Regions from separate parts of the Sus scrofa genome. Here region 2 is linked to region 1. A link is a contact called in public HiChIP or PLAC-seq data. All regions are on one chromosome and are shown on one strand. The core of a region is the stretch at or near the end of the contact, and the rest is flanking DNA. Distances in the headings are between cores, read along the strand shown. Region 1 holds the start of MSS51 (putative protein MSS51 homolog, mitochondrial). Region 2 holds the start of SEC24C (protein transport protein Sec24C).

The links. HiChIP or PLAC-seq counts read pairs in DNA pulled down with a chosen protein or histone mark.
Region 2: an H3K27ac HiChIP or PLAC-seq map of alveolar macrophages shows a contact between it and region 1. The contact joins the promoter of SEC24C here to the promoter of MSS51 in region 1. A contact is called at or near these places in 3 of 5 promoter capture datasets (fetal liver, fetal skeletal muscle and liver), 3 of 47 Hi-C or Micro-C datasets (liver, psoas muscle and skeletal muscle) and 2 of 2 datasets of contacts at active chromatin or transcription factors (alveolar macrophages and skeletal muscle).

The regions. Positions count from the first base shown.
Region 1 is chr14:76,245,581-76,250,824 of Sscrofa11.1, reverse strand. MSS51 (putative protein MSS51 homolog, mitochondrial) reads left to right here and starts at 3,411. Exons shown (of 7, transcript XM_013983344.2): 1 at 3,411-3,547. It overlaps PPP3CB (serine/threonine-protein phosphatase 2B catalytic subunit beta isoform), which reads left to right. Exons shown (of 23, transcript XM_021072583.1): 15 at 1-2,232; 16 at 3,153-3,255; 17 at 3,390-3,547.
Region 2 is chr14:76,470,345-76,475,668 of Sscrofa11.1, reverse strand. It overlaps SEC24C (protein transport protein Sec24C), which reads right to left and starts at 1,963. Exons shown (of 24, transcript XM_013983347.2): 1 at 1,828-1,963.

The sequences.
Region 1 (5,244 bases), core at 2,162-4,661:
TTGCCAGAAAGTGCACCCTGTATGGTCTCCTGTCTAAGTTGGAAATATTATGCATGTGCAGGACTATTCGAGTATTTTATAAACAGTAGCACACAATAAATTCCATGCATGGGCCGCTGCTCCTATCTCTGTGTTGGGTTTTATTTGGAAGATGTAGTCTGATTTGACCTTTTCATGCAAATCAGAAAATCTTGTTAATGGAACTGGGATATATCCTTCAGAAAAAAAAAATATCTTATGGATAGTTCATGGTAATTTGATGAATTAAATTCTTGTCTTCCTAAGTTTTGCTTTTTTTTTTTTAAAACTTTGGTTACACTTGTTTTATATGAGCATTAGTAACTGAGCACTAGAAGACTCTGGGTATCTATTATAGGCCTAAATCTATTATTTAAAATTACTGTTTCACTTAACTTTTAATTGAAAGAAAATGTTATTGCCTAGAATGTTGTTACAGTACTGTTTGGAATTTATTAGGTGTTTTTTTAACCAGAAGAAAAAATGATACTGCATTTTCCTGCTATTACATTCTTTTCTTTGTCACAATCACAAAAAGTATAGAATTTTGCAAATTGAGGGAAGTTAGGATGTTTCTCAACATTTTATAATAATATAGTCTTACAGCAACTTCACAGTTTTCAACAATAATTATTATGATACATGGAGTTCCCATCATGGCGCAGAGGAAAAGAATCTGACTAGGATCCATGAGGTTGCAGATTTGATCCCTGGCCTCAATCAGTGGGTTAAGGAGCTGGCGTTGCCGTGAGCTGTGGTGTAGGTCACAGACGTGACTCAGATCTGGCATTGCTGTGGCTGTGGTGTAGGCCGGCACCTATAGCTCTGATTAGACCCCTAGCCTGGGAACCTCCATATGCCATGAGTGTGGCTTTAAAAAAGACAAAAATATATATATAATAATGATACACATTATAAAGCATTAATTTAAATTGAAATATATATACTTACCTAATTCTGGGTAGCAAACAAAACACAAATTGTTGATCATTACAGCTTCTACTTGCTGTAATATTAACTTGCATCTCAGTTCAAGTGCTGCCTTTAAAGTTACTATGCACAGAGTTCCCGTCGTGGCTCATTGGTTAACAAATCCGACTAGGAACCATGAGGTTGCAGGTTCGATCCCTGGCCTTGCTCAGTGGGTTAAGGATCTGGTGTTGCTGTGACTCTGGTGTAGACCAGCAGCTACAGCTCCGATTAAACCCCTAGCCTGGGAACCTCCATATGCTGAGGAAGCAGCCCAAGAAATGGCAAAAAGAAAAAATAAATAAATAAAGTTACTATGTACTTTTTTACCTTAAAGAGTCTTCTGGATGTTATTGGTTTATAAAAACTCTGCATCTCTAAGTTAAAAGCTTAACTGAGGTATCAGGTACCAGGAACTTTGTTAGCCCTTAGGTCCATCAGTAGGGTTATGTAGTATTTATGGGAATCATGGGTAAACATAAAGCATCATTAGCAAACTAGAGGAATTATAGGTTAATGGTAAAAATTAAAAAGGAGAAAATAAGAAGTAATGGAACTCAAGGAAGTATACATAAGAGTGGTTGAATCATCACCAAGTGCCTCACAGATCCCTTCCTACTTGTTGAATAGGAACCTCTTTCCAGTCTGTCTTCTCAATAGTTTCACAACAAACCATAAAAGTATTTTTAAAGTTTTTTTTAAGAAATGTAACTCATGATGAATGCAAATTGTGAAAAGTTCAGATCTTTCTAAATTGTAAATTTAAATGTCTACCAGACCAGGTAGTAATGATGGTAAAATGTATGTTACTATTCAATATAAATTTTTTTCTATGTATCATCTCCCTTTGCATTCAAAGATGACACATCTGACTAAGAAAAGGCATTCTCTGACTTCCTTTACCTTTTGCAGTTCAGCCGTTTTTAACAGACCTCATAACCTTTAAATGTTCTGCTTGTTAAATTTGTTGATTAAATTGAATTGCCCCTATTTTATTCAGGACTTTTGCATATTATGACTGATCTTCCCTTGTCCACAGCTGATCTACGTAATGTTATGTAATGTTTTGTTGCATACTTAATACTTTTCTTCCACTTTCCCTGCCTATAGTTTATGCTTTCGACAGTTTGAGATTCCTTTGGAGTCCATTCTCTGCATCTTTTCATATATAGATTTACTTGTCACAGTCCAGGACCTCATTGCAAGTGGTTCTCTTCCCCAGTTTGATGATGTTCACAGAGGCAGGTAAGTGACATAGCTGGGGCTGGATGTAAACAGAATCAGATCTTACATTTATATAGGACCACTTCACTAACTTCTGCTAAATTCTGGAGTTTGATAGCTCCAAGGGAAAAGGAGCTAGGAATGTGGAATTAAATTCCCTGGATTAGCATCCATGACAGGAAGGAATGAGATGTTTGAGTTGATTCTTTTTTTGTTTTCTGTTCCTAGAAATAATGTGCATTTTTAGTCATTAACATTTTGGTCTTGCTTACTTTCATATTCCAGAAAATTTTATACCTCTTTTAAAATAAATTGGTGGAATGCCCCTGATGATATTTACCCAGAAAGTACCTTGTTCTCCTTTCAGGGAAATTGAATTTTACAAATTACTTCTGGATGTTTCGTCTATTAATTGATTTCCTTCTGCACCATGAAATGACTGTTTCTTCTCCTTTTTTTTTTTTTTTTTTTTTTTTTCTTTTTAGGGCCAACCTATGGCATATGAAAGTTCCCAGATTAGGGGTTGAATCACAGCCACACCTAGTGGCCCACACCTTCTGGTCACAGAAGTGCTGGATCCGAGCTGTATCTGTGACCTATGCAGCAGCTTGCAGCAATGCCAGATCCTTTACCCACTGGGTGAGGCTAGGGATTGAACCTGCATCCTCGTGGACACTACGTCGGGTTCTTAACTTGCTGAGCCACAGTGGGAACTCTGAAATGACCGTTTCTATTGTCCTTTTCTGAGTATTACATTTGTACTTAAGCCTGCACTGGTCATTGTGAGTTGTTGAATTAGTTTGTTTCGCTAAAAAGGACTTTTGGCTTGGGAGAACTAATCCTGAGTTGAGAATGACATCTAGACCTCCAAGCGTTCCTGTTTCTCTGGGCTAGTGCTTAACCCTTTCTAATCAAATATTGACTTCTGAACTAATCCCAAGGGTTTTTTCCTGACGTTAATGGACTGAGAGCAGAAATGCTGCCTTAGTGAGAGAAATCCAAGAAGCAGTCGGTTTCGTCTTTCCTCAGTCTGCCTGGCCTCTGGTGAGTTTGGGAGTGTTGACAAGTTCTGAGCCTTCTTGGCAAAGAAGGAAGGTCAGAAAGAGAGAAGTCCTTGGGCAGGGGGCCAGGTTCTTACTTTCCTCATTAGGGTGAATTCAGTGTTGTTTGCTTGGCAGGGCACACCTTATCACGGAGACCCAGCATTTCAGCAGTTTGCGAAGGAAAGTGATATGAAGGGACAGCTGCAAGTTAGCCACAAGCTAGATTTGAAGAGATCAAGCATTTATTTCACTTGGAAGAAAGAGAGAAGGAAGGAAGCTGAGGGCTTAGCAGGGTAAGTTACTTTTCCATCAGCTCCTCTGCTTGCTTAGTTTATAGTTGAGTAAAGCATTTATCACCCCAAGGAGTGTTAATCACTGATTAAGCAGCTGAATGTTGTCATAATAGCAATGTTCCTAATGTATTTCTCCTTTTCTTTTTCCCAACTCCAATGACTGGCTTATTCACCCTTCTCTTCCCTAATTCCCGAAAGACATTTTTTGTTTGCTGATTAGAGAAAATTAGATGAACCTCCCTGGTTTGGAGATGGTGAGAAGATGACGGATATAGGTGAAATTTGAGACTTTTGGTGGTAAGGAGGCCCAGAGATGGGAGACCTCCCATCCTAGGTGTGGGAATAGGCTAATATTTTAGGGAATTAGGTGATGGAAGGTAAGAGGTTTTGTAGGCCATTCAGTTCACGTCTCCTCTCCTTTCCAGTCCTTGGTATTGGTGTTCTTTCTCTTATATACTGGAAATAAATTAGAGCCCAAGTTACTGTCTTCGTTTCAGTTCAGACCTTTCCCTCTCCCAGCTTGGAGGGTCTTGTGCCTCTCTGGAGGAAAGTTAGAACTGGAGAGCCTGAGTACGCAACTCAGCCATGAGCCTGAATTTGTATACAGACAGAAATGGAAAGACCTGGCTTCTCATTCCCACCTTTTTATCTTCCTGCCAGAAAACTAGTTCATTTGTATCATGAGCCTACTTAGGCACAGAGGATAACTCTGATATCAGGGATTTCACCAATACCATGCCTCCCCAAGATGTGTGATCCCTTGACTTAGAGCCAGTTCAGTCATTCCTCTATTGAAGTTTATCTTCTGTTGGAGGAAGACCTCTCTTTGGAGAAGCAGATAAGTAACTTTCTGGTCTTAATTGGCTTTTATTGCAGTAAAAAGGCCTTTGGTTGAATATCAGGAAGATATTTATCATTAATCCTAGGATTTAAGACTCGTGAGTTATCTCAAAGATACTTTTCCTCTGTATCTATAAACAAAAGAACTTTCAAAGTGTAAGAAGGTGGTGTCTTGTTTGAGGGAGTTGGGTAGATAGAGCAAGCAGAAAAATGCTTCTTCTAGAATCGCCGTGATTCTGGGAATGTGATGAGGATGTTTGGTGGTTAAAAGTAGAGGTAAGAGGAGTTCCCACTGTGGCACAGCAGGTTTAAGATCTGCATTGCGTAGCTGTAGCTCAGATTCTGTCCCTGGCCTGGGGAACTTTCATAGGCCGTGGGTGCGACCAAAAAAAAAAAAAAAAAAAAAGTAGAGGAAAGAAGTCAGTTTTTGGAAATGCAACCCTGAGATGTGAAGAGAGTTCCATCCACCCTTTGCTAAAGAGATATGATCCTTAAATCCTAAAATAATGTACTATGTATAGGTCTAGTTTCTTCTTTATTGCTGGGAATATATGCAGATGAGTTTAGTTATCTCTGTTCTGTGGACTTTAAACCTGTCCTTCATCTGTGGGATGAGGGGAGAGAATATAGGAGTGGAATGAAAAGATGAGAAAGAAAGACAAAGGAAGATCAAATTACTTCCCCCCTTAACCTGAGGACAGTGGTTTGCAAGAGCCATGTTGTATGATAATGGATAGTAGCTGGATGAGTTGGGGAGGGATTTTATTTGATTATTGTCACCTACATCTCAGCCGAATGATGATTCTTAAGTTTTTTCCTAACAGATCTGGTCCAAAGGATTAAATGTCAGACCATTT
Region 2 (5,324 bases), core at 714-3,213, 230 kb before region 1:
TGCAACCTACACCACAGCTTACAGCAATGCCGGATCTCTAACCCACTGAGCAAGACCAGGGATTGAGCCCACGTCCTCGTGGATATAGTTGAATTCATTTCTGCTGCACCACAATGGGAACTCCCCAGAATCAACTTTCTAAAGAGAGAGCACTATTCACAGTAGGAATCAGAGACAGAAAAGGATGGAGCTTATCAAGCAGTGATCGGCCTAATCATTTCCACACTACCAAAGGATCTTTGTAATTTTCTGCCTCAGACAGTAGGTAAGATTGCCTCCTCAAAGTAAGGATTTTGTTACTCTCAACCCCATGCTTTGTCATTGCCAAGAGGGTATAAATTTCAACTTCAGATAGGCCCACTAGAATGGAGCAGCAGCCTCCATTCCTCGTGGTACGATTTCTAGTGTCTAGTCATACCACTGATGAACTGCTGTGATATTACAGGTAACTGAAACAATGTTCCCACTTTCCATTCATTAACTCTAGCATCCATTCATTCCACAAAAATGAATACCTTCTAGTGTGCTAGTCATTTTTAATCACTCAGACTTCATAGCTAAAACAGATCGGCAAAATTCCCTCCCCCTCAGAAGGCAAATTTTAGAGTAACCGGCTAGAGAAAAGACATTTTTTGGTTAAACTGCAGTAAATCAAGTGCTTCTCCATCCCCAGTATTCCCACCAAGAGTGTATGGACCTTAGAACTGAAGCATTAAAAATCAATAAATGTAAAGAACAGTTGAAAACTCTAGCAAGTTACCAGATTAGAATTAAGTGCAGGCCTGGCACAAAACATCTCACAACAACCCAGGGAAACAGTTCAAAGATCAGTGGCAAAGTTACATTTCACGGAAAAAGATCATTCACCTTATCCTTCTAGCAGAGGGACTATGAGTATTTCAAATCTCAATGCACTTCTCCAACTCTCCAGTTTGTGCTCTCCTTATATGTCATGAATCTAGGCCACCACCGAAATTATCACAATCTTTTCCAGCAAAAGAGGAATGAACTGGAGAGCCTTTCCAGGGTCCTTTCAAGAAGAAGACTCTCTGATCATATCTACTACTCTACATAGCCTGATCATTCCAAATATCCTATAGACAGAAGGGGCCCAGGAAGCAAAAAAGTTCAGTTTCTGCAATGGAACAATGGGCCTCTCCCCTTTGCTAGGAAGGGCCATTTTGACCACAGAAAAACTGAGCTGCTTCTGGACTAGAACTCTTTAAATTCAACGCCATCTCGGGAGCTGTTCTTCCAAATACTAAACCTAGCACAGAGCACCACATGAAGCTTGACAGACGTCCTCTTCACCTTTATCCTCCTAAAGTCAGTGTGGGAGTGGGGATGGCAGAAAAGGAGCTTCTTTTCGAGGAAATAACCCTTTCAAATACACCCAAGAGTTTGAAGTAAGGCTCAAGTCTCTGAGTGGACAGTCAAGGGTGACAACCCAGGGGGCGGGGCAAGCTTCCTAGAACTCTTAAAGTAGTCGAACTGTGGAGGCTGGGAGCGTCGGGGCTCAAACCCGAGAAGCCAAGCCAGCTTCTCAGGCCACGATGAGAGAGAGGGCTGGTCCACTAAGCAGTAGATCAAGGGTCTCTCGCCCTTCAGCAGGCTCAGGGCAGGAAGCGGGAGCCGGAATCTGGGCCAAGAGGGGAGAAGGGAGGGTCTAGGACTGATCCTGGACTGTGGATGCCTGAGGTGAGGGTCTCTCCCTGGGCCCCGCCCCGGGCTCCTCCCATTCTTCTGAGACCGGACCCCAATCTGGCCAGTGATACCCCGGCCTCTCTTCTGCTTTCTACCCACCAACCTCCCGAAGCCACTCCTCACCCGGCTCCAGATCCAGGTTCGACTTCGTTCCTAACGTCAAGGCTCCCAGGCTCCACTTCCGGTTCCGAGGAAGCCGGCCCTTCGCCCCCGGAAGTTCCACCCCCACGTTCCAGGGCCACTCCTTCTGCCACGTCTGCGGTAGGAGCGCGCTGAGGAACCCGGATGCCGCGCACGCGCCATTTTCCCCTCCCATTATGGCCGTCACCTGGGACGCTTCGCTGGTTCCTATGCATTTTCGCTCCACCCCAACCCCCACCGCCACCCACCCCAGAGTCCTGGTAACTTAAGGTCCCATCAGCTGAGATGCGATTGAGAAAGCTAGGTCAACTATCTTTAGTAACGCTCCTCCAGTTCCGCTATGACAGAGACCGCTAGATTTAGAGTCCTGTAGCGACTTCCTGCTGACCCCTGGCCCCATTGATTTCCGTCTTCGATGTTCTCACCCATGACCTTTGCTGGTCCTGAGTTTTGCGGAACGGAATGTATAATATAAAAGGACACTAATTCTTCTTTTGGGCTTCATGTGTTGAAGTTGTGGCTCTTCAGTTCTCTAACTTGGGTGACTTAATCTCAGCCTCGGTTTCTTTAATCTGTAAAATGGAGAAAATATGAATGCCCTTCTAATAGCTTGTGGAGAGGACGGAATTAGGTCACATAGAGTGCCTGACAACATAGTAAGTGCTTCTTACTTTTTTTTTTTTTCTTTTTTTTGGTCGGGCCAGTGGCATGTGGAAGTTGGCAGAACAGGGTTTGAACCTCTTACCACAGCAGTGAAAAGGCTGGATCCTTAACCTGCTGAGCCACCAGGGAACTCCTAGTTAACCATTTTTATTTAGTGCCTTGGTTTAGATGCAGAGCTCTGCTAAAGCCTGATGATCTCTACTCTCAGAACACCCCCAGCCTATTGGGTAATTATTATTACCCATTTAGTGAGTAACAATAATTGTAGCTGGTATTTGTGGTAATTTAAAAAATATACATAACCTCATTTAATCCTTTCAATAATTTTTTTCATTTTTAATAATAGTAATTATTTTAGTACAAATATTGATGTTTATTTTTAGATAATAAAAATTCAGGAGCATTTTTCTACTTCATAGCATCCATTAAATCAATTTTATGACTTTTTGCATTATAATATATTCATTTATCATTTTTTGTATTTTTTTATTTTTTCTCTTTTGTCTTTTTAGGGCCTCACCCTTGTCATATGGAGGTTCCCAGGCTAGGGGTCCAATCGGAGCTGCAGCTGCCAGCCTATGCCAGAGCCATAGCAACACCACATCTGAGCCACGTCTGTGACCTACATCAGAGTTCACAGCAACACCAGATCCTTAACCCACTGAGCGAGGCCAGGGATTGAACCTGCAACCTCATGGTTCCTAGTCGGATTTGTTTCCGCTGCACCACAACAGGAACTCACTGTATTTCTTTTTTTAACAGTATTTAATTTACTGTGAGTTTCAGGTGTATAGCAAAGTGATTCAGTTACACACACACACACACGCACACATATATATTCTTTTTCAGATTATTTTTCATTATGGATTATTACAGGATATTGAGTATGGTTCCCAGTGCTATACAGTAGGTCCTTGTTTACCTATCTTATACATGATGGTGTGTATATCCTAATCCCAAATTCCTAGTTTATCTCTTCTGGGACCCTCCTGCTCTATCCTTTGGTAACCCTAAGTTTGTTTTCTATATCCATGAGTCTATGTCTGTTTTGTATCATTTGTATCATTTTTTTTAAGATTCCATATATAAGTGACATCATATATTTGTCTTTTTTTTTTTCTTTTTTGTCTTTTTAGGGCTGCCCCCACAGCATTTGGAGGTTCCTAGGCTAGGGGTCTAATGGGAGCTGTAGCTGCTGGCCTACACCACAGCACAGCAACATCAGATCTGAGCTGCCTCTGTGACCTACACCACAGCTCACGGCAACACCAGATCCTTAACCCACTGAGCGAGGCCAGGGATCAAACCTGAAACCTCGGGGTTCCTAGTCAGATTCGTTTCTGCTGTGCCCCGACAGGAACTCCATATTTGTCTTTCTTTATCTGACTTCAATTAATATGACAATCTCTAGGTCCATCCATGCTACTGCAAATGCATTATTCATTCTTTTTTATGGTCAAGTGATATCTATCTATATAGCTATAGATACATCCATCTTCATCCATTCATCTGTTGATAGACTTTTAGGTTGCTTCCATGTCTTGGCTATTGTAAATAGTGCTGCTTTGGGTGAATGTATCTTTTTTTTTTTTTTTTTTGTCTTTTCTAGGGCCTATCCCGTGGCATATGGAGGTTTCCCAGGCTAGGGGTCCAATCGGAGCTGTAGCCACCGGCCTACGCCAGAGCCACAGCAACACGGGTTCTGAGCCACATCTGCAACCTACACCACAGCTCACGGCAACGCCAGATCCTTAACCCACTGAGCAAGGCCAGGGATCAAACCCGCAACCTCATGGTTCCTAGACAGATTCACTAGCCACTGAGCCACGATGGGAACTCCTTTTTGGTCTTTTTAGGGCCACACTGTGACATAGGGATGTTCCCAGTCCAGGGGTTGAATTGGAGCTGTAGTTGCTGGCCTACACCCCAGCCACAGCAACACCAGATCCAAGCCGTGTCTGTGGCCTACAACGCAATGCTGGATCCTTAACCCAGTGATTGAAGCCAGGGATTGAACCTGCATCCTCACAGATGCTAGTCAGGGGATTCATTCCTGATGAGCCACAATGAGACCTCTGCATGTATTGTTTTGAGTTAGAGTTTTCTCTGGATATATGCCCAGGAGTGAGATTGCAGTATCATATGGTAACTCTATTTTTAGTTTTTTATGGAACCTCCATACTGTTCTCTGTAGTGGCTGCGCCAATTTACATTCCCACCAACAGTGTAAGAGGATTCCTTTCTTTCCACATCCTCTATAGCATTGTTATTTGTAGACTTTTTTTTTCTTTTAGATATGGAGTTCCTGGGTCAGGAATCAGATCCAGATCTGAGATTAGAACCAAGCCGCAGTTGTGACCTGCACTGCAGGTACGGCAACACTGGATTTTTTAACCGACTGTGCCAGGCCAGGGATCAAACCTGCAACCTGGCACTGCAGGGATGCCACCAATCCCATTCTATCACAGAGAGAACTCCTATTTGTAGACTTTTTTAATCTTGGCCATTCTGACTGGTGTGAGGTGATACCTCATTGTAGTTTCGATTCCATTTCTCTAGTGATATTGAGCATCTTTTCATGTACCTGTTGTCTATCTGTATGGCTTCTTTGGAGAAATGTCTATTTAGGTCTTCTCATTTTTTTATTGGATTGTTTTTTTGATATTAAGTTGTTTGAGCTGTTTGTATATTAATAATTTTGAGAGAGTTCCCATTGTGACTCAGCAGGTTAAGGACCTGACTAGTATCCATGAGGATGCATGTTTGATCCCTGGTCTCCCTCAGTGGATTAAAGATCTGGCCTTGCTGAACGTTAT